4 separate regions of the Mus musculus genome follow, and all the other regions are linked to region 2. The links are chromatin contacts, called in public HiChIP or PLAC-seq, capture Hi-C and promoter capture Hi-C maps. All regions are on one chromosome and are shown on one strand. Each heading gives the region's core, a stretch centred on a gene start, on an enhancer-like site or on the middle of the called end of the contact. The rest is flanking DNA. Distances are from core to core; before and after follow the strand shown.

Region 1 (2,700 bases), core at 141-2,640, 980 kb after region 2:
GCTTCTACCCTGAAGTCTCCAGCCTGTGGACACTCACAGGCATTCGCAGCAGACAGCGCAAGGATATTCGCTTCCAGCAGCCATTTGTAACAGAAAACAAGTGGAGCTCAACTCTTTCCAGATGGGTAAAGATAAATATGCTAAGGTTTATCCACAGAACGGAAAGCTTCCTAAAGAAGAATTCTAAAATAATTAAAATTGTGAGGAACAAACACCCTGTCCCACTCCTAACAATTAGCAAAGGAGACTCCAAGTAGTAAGAGCAACCTTGCAAGGTCAGGTGCCATCCACGGTGATCAGTCACATGAATGTGGTGAGCTCAGGAGGGGACAACCTTTCACGTCATCTGCCACTTATATGTATGTGGGTGTATTTTGGCTCTTTATGACCTGTTTAGTTTAAATCTGTTTAAGAGTGTTAAAACACTGCACAGGACATGGGACAAGTTGGGCTGCTGAGATTTTTTTTTTACTATGATTAAATATTAGCTTATTAGGTGAGGGCAGCTAGAGTCCTTAGCAAGGAACAATGTTTTATGCTCAATGTATTTGGACCTAGGCTGACTTAAGCCATTCTTATTTTGAAAATTGACACTCATTTTTTATTTTTTATTTTTTTACAAAATGATAGTTATATTGAGGTCTATAAACATGTATGCTATTTTAAAGTATCCGTTGAAGGAGCTGGAGACATGGCTTAGTACTTAGAAGGTCCTCACATAGAGGACCAGAGTTTGGCTGCCAGCATCTGTATCCAGTATCTCACAACCACCTGTAACTCCAGCTCCAGAGAATATGATGCCCTCTTCTGGCATCCATGGGCATCTCCCTACATCTACAACCCACACATGACAACTTCACATATATGCACCATTGAATTGATTTTTTAAAAAATTAAAGAGGAGGAAGAGAGGAGGAGAGAACTGGAAATGACCAAAGATTTTTGTCATCCTTCCAAAATAATGAGTTCTCCTTTCATAGCTTCATTGATGTTGGACATACACAAACACACAGAAACACACACACACACACACACACACACACACACACACACAAGCTTGCCTACTTTCTGGGCCAGAAGCAAAGGACTTCCTTGTCAGCCTAGGCAGCTCATAGCCCATATTCTCATTAGTTCTCCTGCCTTCAAAATCCCATAAGGGTGTTGCAGAGCGTACCAGGTAAATGCTATATCCGCAGTGGGTTTATGTCACAGCTGAGGGGCCTCTTAATCACGCACGCATGTGCATGGGTGCACTCGTGTATAGTGTGTGTGTGTGTGTGTGTGTGTGTGTGTGTGTGTGTATGCGCGCCCGTGTGTGTCAACGTTCAGCATAAAGCCCAGCACCCTTTTGGAAGGCCAGGCCTTACTGGATAAGCTCCAGTGCTGTAACTTGCATGACTCAGCAAATCTAAATTTTGATCCGTTATGCGACATCTCATCCTTTGTGGGTCATGCTGTAAGCCTGGGGTTTTACAGCTTGACAAAAAGACATTCTTAAGGACACAGGTAAATGTTCCTAGGGCTCAGGGTGCAAACAAGGGTTTGGGGGTGCTTCCAATAAAACTGAGATAAACATACAGGGTTGACTGCAATACAACAGCTGCAGTGGCTGAGTCTGTCTCCTTCCAAAAACAAGTGTGTTGAGCAATAGCCCCACCTACAGACGGCTTCTGGAACTGCAGCAGTAAGAACATGGCTTCTGGTAGCTTTCTACTCCTTTTCCTCTCCTCTACTTTTCTGGTTTGTTTTCTTTTGGTTTTCCAGACAGGGTTTCTCTGTGTAGCCCTGACTCCTAGAACTCGCTCTGTAAACCAGGCTGGCCTCGAACTCACAGAAATCCTCCTGCCTCTGCCTCCTGTGTGCTGGGACTAAAGGTGTGCTCCACCACCTCTAGAAAGACAAGTATTATCTTGTTCACCACCACCCTGGAGGCTGGCTCACCAAACAGTGACCTCACGTGGCACTGGCCTCCCCATCCAAAGTCTCATCAGGACAAATGCAAAGCTTTTCTCCCACTTAAACCCTTTAAAGTTCTTAAAGCGCTCTGAATGTTTTGCCGGCAATACAGTTTTTGCTAAGTGACAAGAGTACATTTTTATAATCTATCCCAAGATCAATCACCTCTTTTCTACTTATAATTAATATTTGCAAGCTTCACTAAGCAGGCTCTGAGATCACATTTCCATTAATAATCTAAATTATAAAGAATTCAAATCCCATAGTCTACGGTTCCAGGAAATTCAGTTTTTTACCAGAACCTGCCCCAAAGGGATTCTAGGAGACAGTTTTTTCCTGCCATGTAAGTCCTTCCTGGAACCAGCCATCTGCCACCAGGTCCCTTATATCTGCAACCCCTGAGGCTCTGCTCAGACGGCCATCTCTCTGCTTCCTCTAACAAGTGTATTCCCAGGAGCCGGCCCTTTGCTTTATTAGAGTATCCCTAGAGACCCGAGTTGACATGGTGAGAAGCTAAGGGAAGTACCTCCAGAGTCATGTGACCGCCCCTGCTTGGGTCCCCTCCCAATACAGCAATGACACCGAGTTGTGTGCAGGGATGTGTAACTGTCATCAGAGACCTGAGTCTAGCTTCCTAGTAGCTGTATGGCTTCAGGAAGCCCAGCTTTCTGAATCTCCCTCCTCATCTGTACAATGGAGAGTGAGCTGGCAGCTTCTAGGCCACAAAAGAACTTACACACCAAT
Region 2 (2,700 bases), core at 201-2,700:
ATATTATAGGACCATAGATCTCAACCATGTCTCTTGTGTCCGAATTTGCATTTTGGAAACTCCTGGAACTGTGGATCAGGAGTATAAGACATCATCCCTGCTCTTGAATAGATCATAATCTAGCCACAGATACAAGGGCATCTTGAAAACCTAATGAAAGGTTAGCAAAAGGAGTATATAATCTGAGCAGATTAAGTTCATGAAACGGAAAAGTCAACTGGAACCCAGAATCAGAGACAATGGCAGAAATTCTGACTTTAAAGAGCAGGGAAGCAGAAAGGGAAGGAAATCCGTGTGAGCATTCTTCCTAGTGTAGTTATGTGTGCACACATCTGCTAATTAATTACTTTTCAGTACATGGTCTCACTGCGTAGCTTAGGCTGATCTCAGGCCTCAAACTCACATTCCCCTGCTTCTAGCCCTCGTGTGCTGGGATTACAGGCATGTGCCATCATGCCTGACTCAAGAAGGGGCATTATAAACTGACTGAAGAATATCAGTGATGTGATCAGCAAAGAAACAGAAGCAGGAGTTGGGGGGAGGGGAGAAGGAAGGGAAGGGGGAGGGGTGGGGCAGGGGGAGGGAGAGGGAGAGGCTGCTGCGGAACCTGGATGGTACCAGATCACAATTTACTGGATGTGCTGGAAGCAGAAAGTCTGAGCAGAGACAAAGTTCTGGAGAATTCAGGGCAGGCCATCCTGCTGATTCAGGCATAATTCTCAGCTTTGCCACCAACAGAAAAATAAAATCTAAAACACCATGCCAAGGATACAGGAGAACGAGCAAAGACAAGATCATAGACTGTAGCTACCTAGGCCCTGGGGACTGTCCAGTTTACAACAGTTTGTCCCCTCCCAATAATAAGATCAAGGAAAACTAGAATTGCCATTCTTATTTTACAGATGTCAAAAGTATTTCTAAAGACATAGTTGGCCCCAGACCACACAGCTACTGACTATCTCAAATGAGTTCTCTAAACCCTGGTCTCGGCTACACTTGAGCTGGTGACAAGCCCTTACCAAGCGGTCTGTCCTAAGAGATTCAGACTGCTAACCTGTTGGTGGACCTGTCCTGAGGCTGTTTTCTGGTTACTGTGCAGTGCCATTTTCCTGGGATCTGAGGATGGGTGTTGGGTCTTACTAAGGCTTGCAGAAATCAGCTGACAAGCCTAAACTTTGAACCCCTACCCCATCCCCCCACCTCCACCCGCGCAGGTTAAGTGGGATTGCTGCTCCCACCTACGTTGAAGTGGGGGAAATGCTGCTTTGTGATGGGGCGGAGACCCTTGGGCACTGCTCCAGAGCCATAACCTCCAGCAGGCTTGCCCTTCCTTTCCCTCTACATTCCTTGTCTGGCATTCTCTCTAGTAAATGCCTGTGGCCACAGGGGGGAGTGACCTCAACAAGCCCCTGCCTACACTAGGCATAGAGGGAGGTAGGGTTAGACAGCCACCACAGGGGACAGGGACACTCACTGTGCCCTGCAGCTTCTTAGTCCTCCAGGGAGACAGATCAGCGCGCAACAGGGACAGAGCACTGAGCACTGTCGGTGGTGGCAGCGCGCGGCAGGACAAGGGCCATGCTCCTAGTCTGCCCGTGCTTCTTCCTCCTGGTGGTTCTGGGAACCCGCTGGGCGGGCTGGGGCAGCCACCAGGCAGAGGCCGCGCAACTAAGGCAGTTCTATGTGGCAGCTCAGGGGATCCTCTGGAACTATCATCCTGAGCCCACAGATCCAAGGTAACTGGGGGTGAAATCCAGGTGGGCTTCTTCAAGGAAGAAAATCTATTATAGTTGCAAGGGGTGGGGGTGGGCTGGGAGGAGGAGGAAAAGGAAAAGGAAGAGGAGGAGGAGGAGAGAGAGAGAGAGAGAGAGAGAGAGAGAGAGAGAGAGAGACTAATGTTGTGTGGGTGTAATTTTGTCTCTATGGACATAATTTATCATTTTGAGGATGTGGAAATTTCAATGTGAATGGTTAGCTGTGGCTTTCTTTCCAGGTGCAATCCCTAATCTGTTTTCCCCCCACGTTTGTTAGTTTAGTGTATTGATGGGTTGAAAGGACACACCTCCACAGCCCTCTTAGCCCTTCCTGTGCATTCGGCTTAAGCCTTTTGACAGTCTGCTTAAAAAAAAGAAAAAGGACCTTCTAGTTATATAATATTTATTCCTGTTAAACACAAGTTCATCTTCTAAAGAAAAAGATGTCAAAGCTGTCACCATGTACTTCATTATAAGGAGATTTTGTTGCCTTCCTATAAACGATTTTCACTGTGGGTTCAGAGGGAAGGGAAGGCACACTTGTATTTTCACTTTTCCTAGACTTACCCCTGGCTACCTAATGTGGCTTCATTTTTTCCTCTCATTTTGAGTTACTTCCTGGAATATGACTTATCCTGGGTATTTTGGTCTGCCCTGATTATTACCCATGTTAGTGAGCACATAAGGTAGTCATTCAAAGGCATGTCTAACTAAGAGGAGGCTTAAATAATATCAAACCTAACTTTGAGTTGCAGAATATATTTTGCTAACCTGCCTGCAGTTACCCAAGTCATAGATTCTACGTAGCACTTGCGACCACGAGTGTTTTTATTTTAAATGCTAAGCCTCGCTTACTGGTTGACGCATTTTTTTCCCTTTTAGTTGACATCAAAGTTTAAGTGATTGTGAAAGATGTGTTCCTCTTTTACAATTGCAAAACCAAAGC
Region 3 (2,700 bases), core at 76-2,575, 960 kb after region 2:
CTGGACAAGGACACAGCTTTGTCTCAGGTCATTCAACTTTAAACCCGTTAGTGACTGATTCTCATTTGCTGTTACCTGAAGTTCAGCTCCTGCATCTTGGTCTTTTCAACGCTTCCAGAGCCAGTCTGCCATTTGCCTCACCTCCCACGTGACCTTGGGAAAGGTCTCCAATCACTTTGTCTTGTTTCTTCTTCTAGAAAATGAGAAAAACTGGGCAGGACTCTTGTGGTCTCACCACAGCAGCACACACCAACTCACCATCCACGATCCTAGAGTTTTTGTATCTTCCCAACAATTCCAGGGTTGGATGGACTGTCTCATAAGCCACACAAGACATAGGCTACAGCAGCCCGAACAACCTCTATCAACCAAAAGATACAGGGGTTAATCTAGAGAAGATTTGACTCTCAGAGCCTTAGTCACTGTTCTAATTGTGTGAAGAGACACCAAGACCACAACAACTCTTATAAAGGAAAGCATTTTTTAAAAAAGATTTATTTACGAGTGTTCTGTCTGCATGCCTGCATGCCAGAGAAGGCATCAGATCTCATTATGGACGGCTGTGAGCCACCATGTGGTTTACTGGGAACTGAGTTCATTTAATTAGGGCCTTGCTTACAGTTTCAGAGGCTTAGTCCATTATCATCCCATCAGGGAGCATGGTGGCAGGCGAGGCAGGCATGGTGATGGAGAGTAGCTGAGAGCTGCATCCCGACCTGCAGGCTTTGAGAGGAAGGAAGACTTGGCCCCGCATGAGTGACATCCTTCATCCAACAAGGCCACACCTCCTTATCCTTCTATTCCTGTCTATGAGTTCCACTCCCTGGTGGCTAAGCATTCAAATATATGAGCCAAGGGGGCCATTCTTATTCAAACCATCACAGCCAGCAAATAGGATACGGAAGAATCTGAGCAGATAAATCCCCTCTTCTCTCCAGGTCCATGGATTTCTGCAAGGCACCATCTTTCCAACCCAGGACCACCAAGGAGGAGACCACACAAGTAGCTGATAGACGTGCCCACTGTGCCACCCCTGGATTTGTCATATGAAGCAGACAGAAATGCAACACCTTCCCCTGTCTCCTGTTCTCCCTCCCTCTCTCCCGTTTTTATCACCCTCGGTATCTTCCCAGTTAAAATGTGAGTATTAAGTTCTTGTTTTAGGCTATTTTCTAGGTAACTTGGAGGTGAAGGGAGAAGACATTTGACTGGAACAAACAAGAGTAGACCTACACCACTGCCAAGTCTCCTATCCCCATTCAGCTGGTTACCAAGTAACGGATAACCTGGTTACTAAGTAACGGATAACCTGGTTACCAAGTAACAAGCATTGAGAGGCCTTTCCTACTTTGCTCTCCCTGGAGCTGAGGAGATAATGGCTGTGCTGACAACTCATGACTTAGCTTAGAACCTTATTTAGACTCTCAGCAGGCTATTTCACTGACCAGTGAGCCGATAATGAGAAAGAAACTCAGACAGTCTATCTGATAGCAGAGCTCAGCTCTGAGCCAGAGTGTGTGTACTTTCTTCCCTGCAGCCCTGCTTTCTGTTGTCCCTGCTTGAGCCAAGACCTAAACACATCACACCCAGCTGATAGCCACAGATAGATGAGTTAGCTCTGGTTCCTGCGCTCAAGTGACTCAATCCAGAGTCTAGGAGGACCACCTAAGCGCAATGGCTACAGAAGAGAGGAGAGCCTGGGGAGGGTGGCCTTCCCGATCTAGTGTCCCCTCTGAGATGGAGATGCCATGAACATCTGAATGAAGGGGAAGTACTCTGAGGAGAGAATGCTGGACCCAGAGAGAGCTCAGGAGAGAGTCGGCTCCGGGTTCCTACAATACAGGGCACACTGAGGCTATGACGCTGTGGCTGGGAACACTAAAGAAGGCATCGTAGATGAATGAGTTGATCAGAAAGTTCCTTAGTCTCAGCTAAAAGACTCGGGATTAGCCATGCCTCCTACTTCATGGACATGCCGGATAGTAAGCGTCAGACGTGAACATGTCCCGTAGCCATGTCCCGTGGTGGATACTAAGATGCAGAGCTGAGCACATGCCTCTGTTGTTCTGCAGAAAAGCTACCATCGAAAGCCATGGGTATGCCTAACACATGGGTGTGCCTAACACATGGGTGTGCCTAACACATGGGTATGCCTAACACATGGGTATGCCTAACACATGGGTATGCCTAACACATGGGTATGCCTAACACATGGGTATGCCTAACACATGGGTATGCCTAACACATGGGTATGCCTAACACATGGGTATGCCTAACACTCCCAAGAGGAAGAGCCAGGCCTCTACAGGCTCAGATTTGGTGTCTAGCTAACTGTGGAGGCTCTACTAGTGCCCTGCTAGCACATCTTCTCTCATATCCCCAACCCTATCCCATGGATCCACCATCTATCTATGGCCCCACACTGCTGGGCACTCAAGTGTCCTTTACCCAAACCCCGAGTGAGAACGGTGGGCATGATTGTTCTATAGAAGTAGGGAGAGCTTTTTGTGACCCATTCTCCAGGTTGGGAACCTAACAGTCCCTTTCACTTCTACCAAGTCCCTTGTATGGATCAAACCGTCTCAAAATCAAAGCAGTGGGTCAAAATTAGGCGTGGATGGGCTGAAAACTAAAAGAGCTCATTTACCCACCTAACTTCCCACTATGTGGAATGGTGGTAGCTGTCATAACACTGACCAA
Region 4 (2,700 bases), core at 36-2,535, 940 kb after region 2:
ATCTCCTCAGCCACTGCTAAATGAGTTTTAAAGGGCATCAGTGAACCAAAAAAAGGCACATGCCTGGGGATAGTTTGTTTGGGCTTTGGGTATGGTCTCTTCCAGTTTCCATTGCAAACTGATCTTCCTTCTTGGGGAGACTGTTGGGGTCAAGGGTGCACACCTACTATACTGCTAAGAGGACAGATGAAAGGCAAGCCCTTCACCTCTCCTGGAACATGGGGTCAGGGAGACAGACTCTGTAACTGTTTTAGTTCAAAGACCTAGGCATTTCAAAGCACTGGACTCTGAGATAGTCTTTTTGGAGCCTTCTAAAGGGGTCAGATCCAGGCCTGCTGTATGCCCATGAGAAGGCCGTGCACTCCTGAGAGCCCGCACAGGGTCACATTAGGATCAAGGGAAAACCCTCTGTCATTTTCTCTGCCAACGGAAAACACTATTTTTTCCTAATTTGTTTAAAGCCTTAGTGTATGCTAATATCTGCAACAGACCAGGTACATTTTAAGAATTGTTCCAAATGGGGAAAAAAAATAGCTTCCATGAGTTTGAGTACCTATCATGTGCTAAGCACACTGCATGCATCGGGTCAGTATTTCCTTAAAGTTCTGTGGAGCGGACTTCAAATTTTGAAAAGCCCCTCAAGTTCGGACATGGCAGTTAGCTGGGCCAAGATCTCACAGCCAGAAGGATGCGGAGCTTCCTATCCATGTGGTGGGACAGTCTGTGGTGCCAATGCATGCCTCTCATGTATAAAAATCATAAACTCGACCTTTTCTGCATCTAGAGACTAGGGAGTGCACACTCATTTAAGGGGAATAGATGAGAAGCCCTATGATGTGAGGATGAATTTCCGGGGTCTCCACTGCACTGGCTTCTCATGATTTTCAGCTCTGTAATAGTTCCAGAGCAATTGGCTCTAGAGCAGGACTCCAGGATAATACACAACATGGCTCAACAGGAAACTTCCTGAGAAACGGTGGAAATGAAGAACTCTGTTAGAAGATGAACCCACGCTTCCCTTTTTCATTAACTGATTCTATGAAGGAAATCTGGTCCCCTACATGTCCTTCAGGTCCTTCCAGCATCATCCACCCTCCCCCGCCCCCGGCTGTCTTCACCCACACACGCCTAGTACCGGGTAGTAACGCCTTTGATTACCATGCTTTTTATGGGATAGTGAGATTCATTTTTAGCTCTTCCTCATTAAAGGAGAGAGCCTTGAAATCAGCACATACACTCACCGCCCCGGATCAGGTGAAGTTACCAGGGCAACGGCAGCCGCCTCTGACGTCACTGAGGGAGGACACCTCCGCAAGGAAGCTGCTGCCTTCACCAACACAGCCCCCACCCCGCCCCTGCTCAGCTCCTCCCCTGGCTTTCAGGTTTTTTGATTCCCTGAGTTGCTGAGCTCCCTGTGAGCGGTCTTCCCACCCCCACCCTTCTCACCCAAAGGCGGAAGAGAGGGCGCAGTCTTTATTACACTTACCTTGGAGTCCTGGCCACCCTCTGGCCAAAATCATCTGCGACCTCTTAAGAGGGAAGTGAGGAAGGAGTCCTGAATGTCTCTGTGCCCATTTATCTGCGACTTTGCTTTGGGATTCCAAGAAAGAGGAAAGGAAGGGACACTAAGGGATAGCTTATGCTCACCCCCAAAGCACCAATGGGCAAATTTAACCAAAGATAAATGAAATCCTCTTCTCGCCCATTCCCACCTTATGCTTAACATAATGTCTAAACACAGTCTTGCTCCAGTCACATGCCACAAAACAGACACCTCAGTCACCAATGAGCAAAATATAACCGGTGGCTCCTAATGACATTGTAGCCATGTTAACGCCAGTGCTCTTGGTTTTCCACACAACTACAAAGCAACCTAAGAATGTGTTTCTCATAAGAACCTCCCCCCTTGTCCAATGTCGCATGACAAGAACACACACAAGGTATTTATTGGGAAAGACAGAGGGCAGCTGCCTCTGCCTCGGTGAGAAACATCAGGGAACCGAGTGAGAGGCAGGCTTTTTTTTTGGGCGGGGGGGGGGGGGGGGTTGTCCCAGGGACGGGTAGGTTTTCAAACCCGGAAGTGAGTTGGATTTTCTTTTAAAAAAAAAAAAAAAGTAATACTGACGTGGTTCTCTTCTCAGACCCTGTGGAAGACGAGAAAAACAAGAGATTTAGGTTCCAAAAGTAGCTTAATGGGTGTTCCTATCTATCATATGAACCAGTTTTAGAGGAGGCGATCTCTCAGCTAAACCCATTACCTACATTCCATCTCTAGAAAGTAGGAAGAGAACCACAATCTCCCAGAGACCTAAGGACCTAGCCCTAGAAGTCTACAGCACCTACAAATAGCACCACCCCAGGTACCATGCCTTTAATGCGTGGACCTTTAAGGGAAAGGACCCATATTCAAACCACAGTTCCTAGCACCTACCCCCATATGGCTGGTCTCTACAAAAGGACTCAGAACTGAGTGGTTCCTTTACAGACCAGAATGAGGCTATCTCTGTCCTTTCTCCCCCCTTCTCTTTCCTATGATGGCAGAAGTGAAAGCAGGAGTTTTAGGTTCCTGTGTCACTGTGTTGAACGTGGTCCTTCACTGTTTTGTGAACCAAACTAAACATCATTTGTGCTGGGGAGCTGGAATGTCACTTCTCTGTTATAGCAGGGGGCATTAACCCAGACAGCCTTATAGCCAACAAG

The links. Promoter capture Hi-C pulls out the DNA fragments that hold promoters and counts their contacts. HiChIP or PLAC-seq counts read pairs in DNA pulled down with a chosen protein or histone mark. Capture Hi-C pulls out chosen DNA fragments and counts their contacts.
Region 1: a contact with region 2 is called in a promoter capture Hi-C map of pre-B cells, with 9 times the contacts expected there. The contact joins the enhancer-like site here to the promoter of F5 in region 2. A contact is called at or near these places in 8 of 39 promoter capture datasets (the 3T3-L1 cell line, 3T3-L1-derived adipocytes, embryonic stem cells and 4 more), 1 of 15 datasets of contacts at CTCF or cohesin (large pre-B cells), 7 of 484 Hi-C or Micro-C datasets (cerebral cortex, embryonic stem cells, large pre-B cells and 3 more), 1 of 115 datasets of contacts at active chromatin or transcription factors (large pre-B cells) and 2 of 9 other capture datasets (adipose tissue and liver).
Region 3: a contact with region 2 is called in an H3K27ac HiChIP or PLAC-seq map of extraembryonic endoderm stem cells, with 6 times the contacts expected there. The contact joins the enhancer-like site here to the promoter of F5 in region 2. A contact is called at or near these places in 4 of 39 promoter capture datasets (embryonic stem cells, hippocampal neurons, liver and 1 more), 1 of 15 datasets of contacts at CTCF or cohesin (large pre-B cells), 7 of 484 Hi-C or Micro-C datasets (B cells, the C2C12 cell line, embryonic stem cells and 3 more), 3 of 115 datasets of contacts at active chromatin or transcription factors (extraembryonic endoderm stem cells, large pre-B cells and trophoblast stem cells) and 1 of 9 other capture datasets (adipose tissue).
Region 4: a capture Hi-C map of embryonic stem cells shows a contact between it and region 2, with 5 times the contacts expected there. The contact joins the promoter of 4930568G15Rik here to the promoter of F5 in region 2. A contact is called at or near these places in 3 of 39 promoter capture datasets (the 3T3-L1 cell line, embryonic stem cells and hippocampal neurons) and 1 of 9 other capture datasets (embryonic stem cells).

The regions. Positions count from the first base shown.
Region 1 is chr1:165,131,026-165,133,725 of GRCm38.p6, forward strand. No RefSeq gene overlaps it. Among named protein-coding and RNA genes, the nearest start is that of Tbx19, 28 kb to the right of the region's middle. Within about 2 kb of position 1,391, at least 62 of the 459 cell types and tissues checked have an H3K27ac peak or open chromatin away from gene starts, as enhancers often do. A contact at or near this core is called in embryonic stem cells, pre-B cells and pro-B cells, where this site is marked.
Region 2 is chr1:164,150,385-164,153,084 of GRCm38.p6, forward strand. F5 (coagulation factor V) reads left to right here and starts at 1,451. Exons shown (of 25, transcript NM_007976.3): 1 at 1,451-1,736. The coding sequence starts at 1,579. Gm16548 (predicted gene 16548) reads right to left here and starts at 1,833. Exons shown (of 3, transcript NR_037987.1): 1 at 1,475-1,833.
Region 3 is chr1:165,108,041-165,110,740 of GRCm38.p6, forward strand. No RefSeq gene overlaps it. Among named protein-coding and RNA genes, the nearest start is that of 4930568G15Rik, 17 kb to the left of the region's middle. Within about 2 kb of position 1,326, at least 42 of the 459 cell types and tissues checked have an H3K27ac peak or open chromatin away from gene starts, as enhancers often do. A contact at or near this core is called in extraembryonic endoderm stem cells, where this site is marked.
Region 4 is chr1:165,090,645-165,093,344 of GRCm38.p6, forward strand. It overlaps 4930568G15Rik (RIKEN cDNA 4930568G15 gene), which reads right to left and starts at 1,286. Exons shown (of 5, transcript NR_040480.1): 1 at 1,242-1,286.